2 separate regions of the Mus musculus genome follow, and region 1 is linked to region 2. A link is a contact called in public Micro-C data. All regions are on one chromosome and are shown on one strand. Each heading gives the region's core, a stretch centred on a gene start, on an enhancer-like site or on the middle of the called end of the contact. The rest is flanking DNA. Distances are from core to core; before and after follow the strand shown.

Evidence for each region. A called contact is a pair of places that touch in the nucleus more often than the background predicts.
Region 1: a Micro-C map of embryonic stem cells shows a contact between it and region 2, with 4 times the contacts expected there. The contact joins two enhancer-like sites. A contact is called at or near these places in 1 of 484 Hi-C or Micro-C datasets (embryonic stem cells) and 1 of 115 datasets of contacts at active chromatin or transcription factors (bone marrow-derived macrophages).

The regions. Positions count from the first base shown.
Region 1 is chr2:129,584,540-129,592,048 of GRCm38.p6, reverse strand. It overlaps a transcript of Sirpa not described here. Among named protein-coding and RNA genes, the nearest start is that of Sirpa, 4.5 kb to the left of the region's middle. Within about 2 kb of position 4,103, at least 82 of the 459 cell types and tissues checked have an H3K27ac peak or open chromatin away from gene starts, as enhancers often do. A contact at or near this core is called in embryonic stem cells, where this site is marked.
Region 2 is chr2:129,239,216-129,246,723 of GRCm38.p6, reverse strand. No RefSeq gene overlaps it. Among named protein-coding and RNA genes, the nearest start is that of A730036I17Rik, 24 kb to the right of the region's middle. Within about 2 kb of position 2,678, at least 85 of the 459 cell types and tissues checked have an H3K27ac peak or open chromatin away from gene starts, as enhancers often do. A contact at or near this core is called in embryonic stem cells, where this site is marked.

The DNA.
Region 1 (7,509 bases), core at 2,854-5,353, 340 kb before region 2:
CACACCACAGAGTCCTCTGCACCCATGACCAAAAGCCTGGGAGATTTTTTAGTTTTTTTTCTTTCTTTTCTTCTTTTATTGTTTGTTTGTTTGTTTGTTTTTGAGAGGCAGGAAGGGTGCATCTGTTGAACCCAGGACCCAGCTTCCAAGCCTTAGATCGTTCCTCCTGGTCTAAGAAGCTGCAGTCTTGGAGAAAGACCTTGTTTCTGTGTCTCTGCTCTTTTTAAAGCAGACCAGGCCAACATAAGCAGCGACCCAGAACTGCCACTGGGAGAGTTACATGAGCTGATATTTGCACTGCATTTTAAGAAGAGCCTACCATGTACCAAGGGCAAGGACAGTGTTTGAGAAGTGTTTGGCAGCAGCAATCCTTAAGGGACCATGGGGCAGCCCTAGCAGGAAGATTAGTTGTATTTCTTTGGACCTAGGGGATTACAAGAACTCACTTGCAGACTGGGAGAAGGTGCAGGGGAAGACAAGAATGAACAGAGGAGGTCTTGTAGGGAGTGTAGGTTACAAGTGCACATGTGTGTCAGCTTGGTTAGGTAAGGGCAACAGTATGTGGCTAGCACGTCGGGAGGGTGGTCCAGAAGCCCAAGAGAATTGGTTCTGCAAATAGGAACCCCTGTAGGCAAGATTCAAGTAGGGCCTACCATGCTTGATTGTTACACTCAAAGGGTCACTATAGTTGGAATAAGAGGTGGCTGAAGGGAAGAGAATACGGAGTTCGGGGGCCTGGGCAAGAAAGAAAACTTGGTTCTAGCATCTGAGCTGAGCTGCAGTGTCTCCAGCTCTTTAAATTGTGTCTGATAGGACCATGGTGTCCACTAAAGCCTTGTGAAAACCCTCCTCCAAAATTAGCTGGGTGTGGTGGCACACGCCTAAGCCCAGTACTTGGGAGGCAGAGGCAGGCAGATTTCTGAGTTCGAGGCCAGCCTGGTCTACAAAGTGAGTTCCAGGACAGCCAGGGCTATACAGAGAAACCCTGTCTCAAAAAAAAAAAAAAAAAAAAAGCCAACTGCTGGAGTCAGAGATGATGCAGCCTCCTGCCCTATGCTGCTCATCTGTTCTGGGGCAAGCACACACAAACACCGACCTGCCTGGGATTAGGAACTGGGAGATTAGGAGGAATAATAATTGTACTACCTGCTGTTTATATATAGCATCTTTGGCAAAGGCGCTCAGCAGAGCTTCCAAACTACCCTCTTTACTCTCACATCTGAGTGTGGGGGAGTTGACATTTGTCCACATAAAAGTCACTTGTGTTCACCCATCCGTTGCTGTGAGTCCCCTGAGATTTGTGGACAAATGTGTAAAACTAAAGGGGCAAGGTACAGCCTGCCTGGGGTCGCACACAGATTATGACAGATAATTGATACGAATCAGCCATCACAACAGCCAGTCTGGGTGCTTTAATCCAGATGTTATTCGTTCACGGTCCCTGCACTTACCAGCATGCATTGAGTGTCTACTGTGTGCTTGGCAGTGCACTGAGCAGTCGAGATGTGGCAGCTGGGAAGAACAAACCAGGTCCATGACGCTGTGCTCAAGGAGCTGACAGATTAACCCGTAATGCTTCACATGTCAGGTGGGTATCAGAGCTCCAGGGAGGGATGAATAGAGTCAGGCCAAGGGCCTGACCCATCAAGAGGGGCCGTGTAGTTACAAGATGGGAGATATGTGTACACTCTCACCTAGTACCCATTTCTTCCCTCCCTCCTGTCCATTCCTCACTCAGCAGCCAGGGAATCCTTTTATATGAGGCTATTTGGCTTAAACAATAAGGGGCTTTTTCTTCTTCTTCTTCTTCTTCCTTCTTTCTTCTTCTTCTTCTTCTTCTTCTTCTTCTTCTTCTTCTTCTTCTTCTTCTTCTTCTTCTTCCTCCTCTTCCTCCTCCTCCTCCTCCTTCTTCCTCCTCCTCCTTCTTTTTCTCCTCCTCCTTCTCCCCTACTAATGGCCAGGACATGATTGCAATCTCAGGAGGTTTTGACCTCTGTAAGGGCAACAAATGCATTTTTGGTATGTGCCAGGCCATAAGATCTATGCTTTCTCCTTGAGGCCCCAAACACCCCACCATGTTTCTAGATGCTGGGAACAAGGCCAGACAGACATTGACTTGACCAGGGCCACTCTGCCAGGCATGCTGGGGCCTGCAGAGTCACAGTACTACTGATGTAGCCTTGCCCATCCTTGCTCCTGATTCCCATAGCCCTGGGCTGGCATCAGCAGGCCAGCCTGCCTGGCTGCCTTTGTGTGGTATCTTCAGGAGGCTCAAGCTGCCAAGGACCTATTTTTACAGGGCAAGAGGAACCATTTACAGTTAGAGACCTCAGCTCTGAAGCCAGAACGATTAAAAATAAAAGTACCACAGACCCCGGGGGCAGCTTGGACCGCAGGCCGCCTGTCCTGGAGGGAAAGCCACTGAGCAGGCTGGAAGCAGAGAGTGAGCGATATGACTGCCTAGCTCTGATGTAGGCCACTTTGGGTCTCACAGCAGTCCCTTTCTGGGAGTGGCTGCTGTTAGTCCCATTTTGTAGCTATAAAAACAGAGGCTCAGAGGGGTCATGACTTGTGTAGGACACGTAGCTGTTCGGTCCCCAAGAAGTCAAGATTTGAACTTTGAATTCAATTCTTAAAAAAACAATAAAATACTTCTATTTGTTCAGCATCTGCTATGCTTTGCAGTTTTGTTCTTTTTTAATAAACAATTTCTTTATTTTTATTTCCTGTGCATATTCGCCTGTGTCTATGTCTGTGTGAAAGGTCATATCCTCTCAAACTGGAGTTAGAGGCAGTTATGAACTACCATGAGGGTACTGAGAATTGAACCCAGATCTTCTGGGAGAACAGCCAGTATCCTTGATTGATGAACCATCCCTCCAATCCCTGCAGTCTTGTTCTTGTGACATGGTCCTGCCATACCTGAGAGGAGTGCTAATTACTACATCATTTTACAGCAGGGAAAGACAAAGGTTGAAACCACCCCTTCTACTAGGCCTGTCAGAGTGGTCTTGCCAGAGTTCCCTGTTACCCAGCTTCTCCCCCAATGTCCTCATCCCAATTTAAATTTACCTTCTTAGTGTGTACGGTGGTATGTCTGCATTGTGACCTTTATCCCATTTCATCGTCTCTCTATGGGTTGGCTCAGCCCAGAGGCTCGGCAGTTGTCTCTGGGGACAGATCCAATGGCTCAAAGTTTAGCATACTGAGATTAGCCAAGGAGTAAGTTACCTCCAACTGGACTGTGTAGATTAGGGCAGTGATAGGGCCCTACCCAAAATGTTTCTTGTAAGGGTTAAATGAGTTCTTATTGGCTGTTGTTTTTCTTAAAACTGCAGCCTCAGGACTTTCAACAATAAGCAGTAGATAGAAAATTAGCATGTGTTAGGTTTATAAAGTACTCTGTCCCAGCTCACAGGTGAGGAGTCACAAGGACTCACACTGCAAGGCAGGTATCTCCCTACCAGCCTGTGCTGCGGCCACGGTGGGTGCTTGATAATCATCTCTTCTTTGGCCACAGCCCCCACACCTGTGATTTTCCAGTATGGGTGAACTTCAGATCCCCTAGAAAGATTGTTAGACATAGGTTCCAAAACCCCACCCCAACTTCAGGAGGTGCCAGGTAGTCTGAGAATCTGCATTCTTAACAGGGGTCCCAGGGAGCTGATGCGCCAAGTCTGGGGACCACACTTTGAACCAAGACACAAATGGTTTAGGAGCCTGGCCCCAGCTTTCCTGTAGATGGTCAGTTTGTTCTGGTCCTGTCTTCTTAGGGAAAGGCAGAGGTAAGGACACCGTCAGCCTATGAGAAGGCAACTGTGTTTCCAGGCTGGGGGTGGGGCGGGGGCGGGGCTATGACAGATCATTTACCACACCCCCAGGGAGCCATGAGGTAATTAGTGCTTTCCCAGGAAAATCAGAGACTGAACCACTCGCCAGGCAAGCAGACAGGCAGCTAAGCAAGCTCCCTAGCCCAGCTTGCTCACTCTCCCTCTAAGCTCATCAGGGGTGGGAAGCATTGTCAGGCCCTGAACAGTGTTCTCAGGCTCTGGGGATCTGGTTCTACCCAGAGCCAGCCCAGCTGTGCCGAGATGAGCCTTCCCCACAGCAAGCCCAGGCAGAACGTTCATTACATCTATGAATAACAAAAGACATGGGTTCCAAGGCTGAGTGCCTTGTTAAACACTTCTAATCTACGCATAGAAGCGCACAGAGAGCCCCAATCCACAATGAGTCCAGTATACTGACTCCTCCCTGAGACTCTTTCACCTGGACCCCTAGAAACAATCTTATCCCCACTCCACAGGTGGGAAAACTGAGGCAGAATGTAAGATGCTTGTCCAAGGAACACACACCACTTGAAAGCTCCAGGAAGCAGGCTTTAAAGTGAGCAGTGTGATCTCCCCTCCTCTGCAATACTGGGCTCTGTCCAGAGCTTGGGACCGTCCACAGCACCCTCTCTGGGTCTCCCTGCCCATTAAGATGACAGCTTAATGATATACACATCCTTCTGTGGTCCCAGTGCTGACCAAGCCTGTGATAGGTCAGGGCATGCAGGGTCTGAGGAAAGAAACAACAGATGTCACACAGCTCAGCTTCCATTGATGGCCCGCATAGCCTAGGGGTGGAGAGACCTTCATTTGTTTCTGGGTCTGCCCTCTCTAGCTGTGTGACCTTGAGGGACTGTAAGCCACGTTGAAATCCAGAATTATTGGAGTGGGGAGGAGGGGAGAGAGAGAGAGAGAGAGAGAGAGAGAGAGAACAAGATCACAAAAATCAGTAGAGTGTGACATGAGACACTTCAACCCCTTCTTCATTTTAGTTCTGGTCAAGGCATAGCTCAGGCATGGTGCCTTGGGGTCCCTTTACACATATCTTTTTCTTCCTCCTCACATGTAAGCCAATCTTCTTGGTTCTATCTTTATAATTCACACTACCCGCATCATACCCTGCTCTGACACCTGCCTTCCTCACATCCTCTCTGGCTCCTTTCTCCTTAAATTGTTCACCATGCTCTTCATAAACCACCCAGAAGCCTTCCTCGTCATATTTTGAAATGAAATCAGAAAGTCTTATCTTGTTCAAAAGGGTCTCACATGGTACACCATGCTTCTACATGATTCACCCAGAACATTCCTGCCTCAGGACCTCTGCACTTGCTGTCAGCTTTGACAACAATCCTCTCTCCCCAGTTATCTGCCTTGCTTGTTCTAACTCTTCCTGCTCTACTCAAATGCAGTCTCCTCAGGAATGCCCACCTCAGCCACACTATCTAAACTTGTGCTCTTGCTTTGCTCACCTGCTCCTCTTTTTTGGGGTGGGGGTGGGTGGGATGGGGTGTAATCATATTTCCTGGTAATTAATGTTCCATATTACAGGTTGAGGTGACTCTCCACTCATATTAAGGCTACACGTAGATTCCACCTTTATTCCCTTGTACCTGAGCTGAGCATACACACAGTAGAGCCTCAGGAAGTAGCCGATGACAGTAGATGATGGAGTTGAGCAGAAAGCAGAAGGCTCTGCCTGTAAGAGCACTGACCGCTTCTCAGAGGGGCTGAGACCCCTCCATCCTGAGGGAGGTTGGGCCTGGCTTGTCCAACTCCCACTACCTTCCCAGACAGGGAGTCCAAGCCTCCCTCTGGTGTCATTCTGTTTTAGGACTGGAGTATCAGTTCCTGCTACAGGACTTCCCTGAGTCTAAGGGAAAACCTGAGCAACACACACCACTTCCTCTCTGTCAGTTTCTGCTGAACATCGACAGTGGCCTTTGAGGAACAATAGCCACACGGGGCCTGTACAGTGCCACTGCCCTTGGAGTGGAAAGTCTCTGCTCCGAGAATACGTATACCAGCAAGAGCCTTTGTCATACTGGGTCAAGGCTGAACTCATCTGAGCCTACTCACCCAATGCACAACAGAGCTAGCAGGCTGTCTGCGGAGACAGGCTGCCTGGACAGACCACTGGGTTGGCAGCCAGACCAGACTATGAGTTTTTGGTACGATTCCCATCTCCACCTCTAGTTTCCGCTAGGCTCTCCACTCCTAACCTTCTGCCCCAACTGTCCGTCACACCTGAGATCCCGCTTTGGACCCCATCTGCTGCTGTGTTCGTCACAACAGAAGCAGGGCCTGTCCAGAGCAAGACAGGGTTGAGGGGAAGCTGAGCTGCTGAGGAGGAACTCACTACCTGCAATCAGCAATCGTAGCTCAGAGAAATCCTGAGAAATCCGAGGCCTGCCTGTGTTACTGCTGCCTCTGAGTTCCCAGGGTCTGACTAAACTGTTCCCCACCTCCCTGCCACTGTGTCACCACCCTGGAGTCTCCCAAGGGCCCAGTGTCAGCCACTGTACATGGTGGCTGTGGAATAATGAACAAATAGGAATGCCACTTGCAGGTGAAAAGAGTGGCTCTTTTGCCATCTGTCACTTAGAGGGCTTGTAGTCAATGCAGTGCAATTGTCCTGGGAGTGTGTGTGTGTGTGTGTGTGTGTGTGTGTGATTCTGAGTGTGTAGCTATGTCTCTAAGCTTATTTATATGTGTTCACAAATGAGTGTGGACACAAGTGTCTATTTACACATACCAAATGTGCCAGACCTGTCTTTGTGATTTTGCATGTCACTATGGGTTATGTGTCTGTATATGGTTGTTCTCATGTGTGTGAGAACTGTACACATATGCATCATGTGCTGCCTGTGACATCGGCATGCAGCATGCATGCCTTTCCTTGTCTGTGAATCTGCATGTCTGGGACATTCTTTGATGTATCTTGTTATGTGTGCTTCTACCTTCTTCCCCTACTAGGCTCTCCTGGGGGAAGCTGGGCTTCTCCTGTAGCATTTCTTCACTTAAGAGTTACCTGACTGGCTAAATCCAGACGTGGTCCACACCCCTCCTCCCCTCCAGCTAGAGGTGCTAATCACTGGGTTATATGCAGATGGCAAATGTGTAGCTGCTAAGGCTTGGGGGAGGGGCAGTAGAGGGGGTGTGCAGATGAGCAGAGGGGAGGGGTGGGGAATGGGTGAGAGGAAAGGGGAGGAGAGAGAGAAAGAGACAGGGAGAGGGAGAAAGGAGAGAGAGAGCAGGCAGAGGAATGGAAAGGAAGGAGGAGAGAGAGGAGGGAGGGAGGGAGGGAAGGAGGGAAGGGGGGAGGGAGAGTAAGAAAGAAAGCGACAGAGACTATGCATTTAGAAGTAGAATAGGCCTGCGGACTTTAGGTGCTGTGGGTTACAAGGTCCTTTCCTGAAGTATGGCTTTTACCAAAAAAAAGGGAACGCTATGGTGGTGTTTAGTTTTAGCACCACAGGATTATAGGATGCTAAGACATCTTAGGTCGGTGAAATTGTGGCATCTTGAACCAGCACAATTCTAGGTTACCAGAACCACAATCAAGGGTGGAGCTCTTCCTGGGATGTTGGTGTCTGCTAGGCTTCAAAGAGACAAATGACTGAGGCACTTATTCAACACTGCAGAACCACCAGGTTCTTGAGGCCTCCCTCAGTCCCTACCA
Region 2 (7,508 bases), core at 1,429-3,928:
TCACAGCATTACCCGTCATCCTTCTGTCCACAGTCCATGAAGGCTGTCTACCACTGCCCTGGTAGTGAACTGAAAGGTTTTCCAGGGCCAACGCTGCACCAGGCGGGAATGCATGGGTGTGACCTCCCTATTCTGCCCCCTGGGGCAGAAGTGGTAATTTACTGTGAGTCTCTGACTTCTGGAGAAGCAGCCCCTGTAAAAGGCCAGGGCTTTTTACATCCTTCCTTGTATCTGAATAATGACATGGAGACCTGATATATTTATTAATAATCTTAAAGCATCACACCTGGACAGATACTCATCTATTTCAACCTGGCTATGCTGCCAGCCATGTGCCCCGTGCCTGCCATCTTAGTTTTGCCCTGGCAGGTCCTGCTCCACCCATGTCCTTATATTGATTCTCTCCTGGCCACCTCCCCTGGCCATTCTCTACCCAGGACCCCTCACTGAAATCAGAAGCCCCACCTTAACTCCCCCCCCCCCCCAGCTATAGGATGATTGGCTCTCTATTAAGCAATCAGAGGTGGAGAAGAACAATGTTTTACAAAACAATAGTCAGAAAATGCTTCATAATAATGACAATACTAAAATCCCTTGACATCCTGATCTCCAGATATGGAAATCAACATTCGAATACACCGACAACCCCCCCCATAGACCCCTCGCTGTGCCCACCCCACCCCCTTGTGCAAAAGGACTAATCTAGGTAGTACGCCCAACTACTTAAAAATAAGATTCTCTCTTCTAGACAGGTGCTACCTACTCACGAGGAGCTAGCTAGCTATTTCAGTGTCACTGGGTGGGGTGGGGTGGCTGGGGTGTTCTGTCACCTGCTCACCTTCTCTAGCATTCCAGACACTTCCTGCTCTGGACTCTCCACGTCCTGATTAGTCAAATTAGTTCCTGGCTGGCTGCCCATCCAGGGGCCTCATCAGGCAGGCTCCTGCAGTCTCGCTCAGCGGCTCTTCTACTTTGAGTGTTGAAAGGTGAGAGTTAGCTGTAGTACTACTCATAAACTGGGAAGACTCAGGTCAGGACAGATGTGGGAGTTGCTGGTCTGTCATCCCTAATCTGAAACACAGCTGCCAGACATGCCTCAGAAGCCCATGTTTTCTAAGTGTGAGAGTAATATGATTTACTGTATGTATGCAATCATACCCTTGGCGGGACCCAGAACAACAGCCACTGTAGTCAATGGATGGATGAATACTCACCCACTACGCGAATATAGAAAGGAAAAACAAATAAACAAACAAAACAAAACAAAACAAAAAAAAACCTCGGGCTGAAGAGATGGCTCAGCAGTTCTGCTCTACCAGAGGTCCTGGGTTCAGTTCCCAGCAACCACATAGCAGCTCACAAACATCTGTAATGGGATCCTTCTAGTGTGTCTGAAGACAGAAACAGTGCACTCACATATATAAAATAAATAAATAAATAAATCTTTAATTAAAAAAAAAAAAAAAAACCAACTAATGTAGATAGATGGCGGCCGGTCAGAGCTTGCCGCTGAACTAAGGGATCTTGTATCCGCGTCCTTGACAGCTAGACTCAGCAACAGGAAGATGGCTGGAGTGAAATGAAGAGAGGAGGTCCGAGAGCTGAGGATGGAGAAGCCTGGGATTAACGGGGAGGCGTGGAGTCAAAGCAGAAGCCCACAGAGGAAGCTCTGGGGGATCAGGCAGGAAGCCAGGAGAAGAACTGGAGAAATGCTGAGCCGAGCCCCAGAGCAGGGACGAACCCTGCAGAGCAGCCAAGTGGAAGTCTCAGATGTCATTGGTAGCAGTGGGACTCTGGGCGGGGTAAGGGGTCAAGGGACGCAGCTCCGTGGAAAAGCTTCCCTTGCTGGAGCCTCCGCCAAGAAAGAGAACCAGGACTCTTAGAGAGCAGCCAAGAGGCTAAAAGAAGGACTTCCAAACAGAAGTGTTACAAGAGGTGCCGGAGAGACGGCTCAGTGGTTAACAATATGTACTGCTCTTCCAGAGGAGCCCAGGGCAGGAAGGAGTTCAGTATTCAGTACCTGTAGTGGGTGGCTCACCGCCTGTAACGCCAGCTTCGGGGGAATCCAACGCCCTCTTCTGGCTTCCTCGGGCACCTGCACTCACATGCACAGTGCCCAGCAGACACACACACACAGCTTGTGCGTGTGCGCAGTCTCCTTATGGACACATGTGTACACACACCATGTCCCACACTATTACAGTGGCACACGGAATGATGATTTTAGAGAAACGGAATAAGAAGCATCCCTGCTTTCAACACACAAGGCCCTGTGTCGGGAACCCCTGGCCATGCTGCTCCCTCACCCCACCGAATGTTTCCTCCAGGAGGTTTTTTTTTTTCTTTTTTTCTTTTTTTTTTTTTGGTGCCCAGGCAGAGCAACTTCTGAGAAGTCGCCTCTTCCAACTACTCAGATGCCAAGGTCTGAATGTATGTGACACAGGACACACCAGGAAGGGAGCAGGAACAATTAACAATAGTTGCCTGCCACCTCGGGACTATGAATTAGTGAATTATTCTCGGTCCCGTGTGGTTTTGATGTTGACTTCATCCGCCTTCACTCTCTCTTCAACAAAGCAGGCTAAATTAATTTTTAAAGAGGATGTGCTAGAGAGGCAAGAGGGTGACAGCCCCGCCCGGGGACAGTTGACAAGTTTCTCAAATTCACAGGAAGCTACAGGCAGGCAGCACCACAGTGGCGCCTGCCTGTCACAGCCTCAAAGGACCTGCAAGGGCTCCTCCGGGTTCTGGCAGCCCACACTAAGCCCTGAGAAGAGAGAGATTCTAGGTCGGCGGGAGAGTGACCTAATTAAACACACAAGCTTATTCTTAGACCAGGAGGCCCAGTTAAGGCCCCTGGGTGGCCCAGCCGGGAGGCACAGGCCTAGAAGTGACCGCTCAAGACTTTTAAATGGCAATTGCTTGTTTGTGATGACTGAAGTACTACACACTCATAGCAGGACAATTGCAAAACTTTGTAAATGCAGAGACAAACAGGTTAGCCCGAAAACCGGAAGGTTGGGCTTGTTTTTCCTTGTCTTGTTTTGTTTGTTTGGTGGTTGGTTGGTTGGTTGGTTGGTTTCCCCACCTCTCACCCCCCCCCCCCCCCCCGTTGTTGTTGATTGATTGTTTTCAAGTTTTGTTTGGTTTTGAGATAGAGTCTAACTACATAGCCCTAGTTGACCTATGTAGATCAGGCTGGCTAAGACCCATGGAGATCTGCCTATCTCTGTTTCCCAAAAGCTGGGAGTATAGGTGTGCATCACCATGCCTGGCAGAAATCCCCTGGTCTTTTTTATACTTATGTATGTACCTGATAACCGAGGTGAAATACTTGCTCACATAATGTAAGTTTTAAAAAAACAAGAAAACTATGAGCTTGCATGGCCCCTAACCTGCTACATAAGTTCAGCCTGGCACATGTCTGTAGCTCCTTGTCATGGTTATCTCTCATGGTTATGGAAACATCTGCCCTGTGTCATTACACAGCTAGCTATTTCATTTGTGTGTGAGGGGAGGGCATGTGATAGGTGTGCATATGTGCAAGTTCCTGTGCTCGTGTGACTCAAGACATATACACATGCCTCCCATTTCCCCACAGGAGCACCGGCATTACTAACATGTACTACGATACCTGGCTTCCTTCCCTATAGGGGTCCTGGGGTGCTAAGTGCAGGCCCACACTTGTATGGCACAACAGGCCATCTCCCCAGCTCAGTAACTTGACTTTTAATGACTTCAAATGTCTACCATACAGAGTGATGTATGCAATATTTCCTTGTGATGGGGCGTGTAGGGTTTTTTGGTTATTGTTTTTTTGTTTTTTGTTTTCCAAATAACTCAGTGAATTTCCTCATCTTTATGCTGGATTTTAGAAGTAAGATGTTACTTAGGACTCTGTTACAGGTTGCAAAATGACACCTGACATCACCACTAGTAAAGTCAGGGGAGCCACTGTGCTTGTGACACATCCCGATTCTTGTAATAACAGTCAGAGTTTTGTTTTAACCAGCTAGTGTTAGATCCAGCTCAAACCGGATCAAACCTGGAGGCTGCTGTGGAGCAGGTGACGTCATCCTGGATCCATGCAGGACTTTGTGACCAAGCCTAACCCAGCACCCTTTCCCAATCTTTGTCAGCTTTCATGAGGTGAGGCTGTAGAGACAACCCCAGAATTTGGGGGGATTAGTGCAAGTAAAATATCATGGTCAGTTACTTAAGATGTGAAATCAACTGTGACTTTTGTTTTTGTCTTATCCTGAGGGTCATGTTGAAGAAACAGCCCAGGCCCTAGCTCCTGCCTCAAGGTCATGGGTTAATGACATAAGTAGAAAACCACATTGGTGCTTAAGGTTTGATTGGGAAGTGGTATGCATCACTCTGCTCTCTTCCCATCGGCCCAAAGAGGTCATGTGGTCAGCCAAGCCAATGAGAGGAAAGAATTCAGCTTTCCCTCAGAAAGGGGTGGGGGCATTCAGAATGTCCTCACAGAGGGGTCAGTCACAGCCAGGAAGAATGCAACCCCCACAGAGATGGGCAGTCAGACCTCGGTCACACCCTGGTACTAAATCTGACACCAGGGATGTTGGCCACCAGAGTCTCTTTTCCTTCTAGAAAATACCTCGCCCTGGATGCCTTCCCCAGTGAGGGTGTTACTCAGGTGTCCCTCTGCGCAAAAGCAAAAAAAAAAAAAAAAAAAAAAAAAAAAAAGCCTCAAGCCAGAGATGGTGTGCACACCTGTAATCCCAACATTTGAGAGGCTGAGGTAAGAGGCTGTGAGGGCAAAGAAACAGAAAACACATGTGTGTATGTGTATGTGTGTGTTTATGAACACACATTAGTAAGGAGCTCCATTTAAAAGTAATAAGGCATTGCTAGGTTACTTAAAAGAGTAAAGCCATGTGTGTAACCAGCCACCTTCATGTTTCATTTTGCTTTGCTTTTGGTTTTCAGTTCTGGGTAATGAACTGGAGGCCTTGAGGAGTCTGGACTCCACCACAGCTTTATGACCATGTCTGTCTGTCTGTCTGTCTGTCTGTCTGTCTGTCTTGTTTTCAAGGGTAGAATATTTCCCAAGAGATCAAAACAAAACCTCTGGTGACCACAGTCATTTTGGGGGCACGAAAAGCAATGCCTGAAGGTGGGGGAGGGGCTTGCTTGTCATCTGTCTCCTAGCTTCTGGCTTGTGTGTATTACGTTCTCCCTCCTCTGGATTTTCTTTTCATTGAAATTCTTCCCTTGTCCCTTCTCTCTGACTCAGGCTCTCACGTGGCCTCCCCACTCTGTTCTTCCTTCCTTCAGGGATCCCTTATTGGCACATGTCCTGACCCCCAGACCTAGAGTTTGGGAAAACAGAGTTTTCAGAAAGCACTGGGGGTGGGGTGGGGGTAGGGGAACAAGAACAAACATCAACAATTACAAAGCAAAAACCAAAGGGTTCACACACCAACAGAGGCGGCCCCTGTAGTGAATGGCAAATGATCCACTCGCTACCTCCAGATAAGCCCTGCCTGAGTGGGGCAAGATGGAAAGATCATGAGTCAGGAGTCCCACCCTGACAAGGAGAAGCAAAGACGGTAAACAAGAGAGCAAGGTGACAAAGGCAGTCTGGCTGGCTGAAGTCCAAGGCCAGTGGTCCCCCAAGTCAGGGCAATCTACAGATGCCGACATTCCATGCAGAGATCCCCTCCTCCGTCCCCCACACATCCCACTCCTGTTCCCAGTCTTCCGAGCCTCTTTGCCCTTCACGCTGTGTGGGCAGTTCCCTTTGCAAAAATGGAAAGGCCTGGGATTTGCCATCTGGGTGCAAAGTACAGAGACAGCACTAATGGGAAGGCACAGAAGTGGAAGCCAGAGATAGCAGCCTGAGGACACAGGCTCCAAGGAGAGAGTGGGATCCCCAGAAAGGGCTGGCAATGGCTAGAAGGCGTCAGATTTGGAATTCAGACAAACTTGTGTCTAAGTAAGCTACAGCTTGATGTGCGTTCAGGATCTCCAAAGATCCCATGTGTTAGTCACCACCAGCCTATCCGTCAATCAAGGAACCAAAGGAGACCATGTCCTTTAAGAGGCCACTGGTACCCCAGCCCTTTTCTCTTCCTCTCTTTGGCTTGACTAAGGAATGCACAATTTTGCTCCACTGTGAACTTCCTGCCATTATGTCTCACTTTGCAGCAAACCCAAAAGCAATGAATCCAACCAGCCATGGGCTGAACCCTCCAAACCATGAGCCAAAATAGACCTTTCTTCTCTGTGAATTTTATCTCAGGAATTTTGTTACAGTGGCAGAAAACTGACTAAGTCAGTAAGACTTGGAGCCCACGGTGGTCAGCAAGGCATGAGCACAGGGGTTCAAACAGAAAGGCTTTGCACGGATGCTGGAGGGGCTGCAGAGCACCACTGATAATGTGCTGTGGGGATTGTTAGAAGACACTCGAGTGCTTGGAACCCTTCTGCCCACTCTGTCCAGACTACATAAGCCCTAAGGAAAAGTGCATTTGCAGAAGGCACGGTCACTGAGGCACTGACTGGAGCATCTTGCTAGATTTCCTGATTAAACTCTCGGTGCAGAGAGACAAGTTCAGACAGACTACCTCAAATGCCCAGGCCCCTTGATCCAAAGGTTAATATGACATCCTCAGGATCCCGAGGAACAAAGAAAACATGATTAAGTAGTATGATGACATACATTGTAAGCAAAGTCAGGAGTCTTGGCACACACCTGTAACCCCAGCATTCAGGAAGCTGAGGCAGAAAGATTTGTGAGTCTGAGGACAGCATGAACTAAATATCAAGACCCTGTCTCAAAAAGAAAAGTGTGTGATGTGTATGTGTGTGTATGTGTGTGTGTACATCCAGTATAGTAACTTATAATTGTTAAAGTTGTTGGTGCATACCTGTTATTCCAGCAGGGTTTGAGGCAGGAGGATTGTCATGAGTTCGAGGTCATCTTAAGCACATAGTAAGTTCCAGGCCAGGCTGGACTATGGTGTCAGATCTTATCTATGTGTGGGTGAGTAAATAAAGAAAGTCAAGGAACACCCTAGAACTAACGACAAAAGGCTTGTTACAACCTGCAGGGAAGGGGACTTTGCGTCTTATGTCACATGTAAAGTTTTCTAAATATGCAGTTTCTAAAAGAAGATCAGTAAATAAAGACAAACGAACAAGTGGCTCTCAGTTGTATTAAAAAAAAAAAAAACAAAACTCAGAGAATTGCAAATTAAAGCCAGAGACATCAATTTTCACCTATGAGATTGGGGAGAAGTCATCGAGTAGAAAACACACTCTGGTGATACATGAGGAGGTGGGCCTTCCTATTGTAGAAGTGTAAATTGGCACAGCCCCTTCCGGAAGGCAACTTGACAGCATCTATCAAAACTGAGAGAAATCCTCTTCACACATGAGACTGGCTTACAGATATCTAGAACAGCCAGATGGACACAGATACTGAGGGCTGTGGTGTCTACAGCAGCAGGAATAGTTCATCTATGCCGCCATGAAGGCCT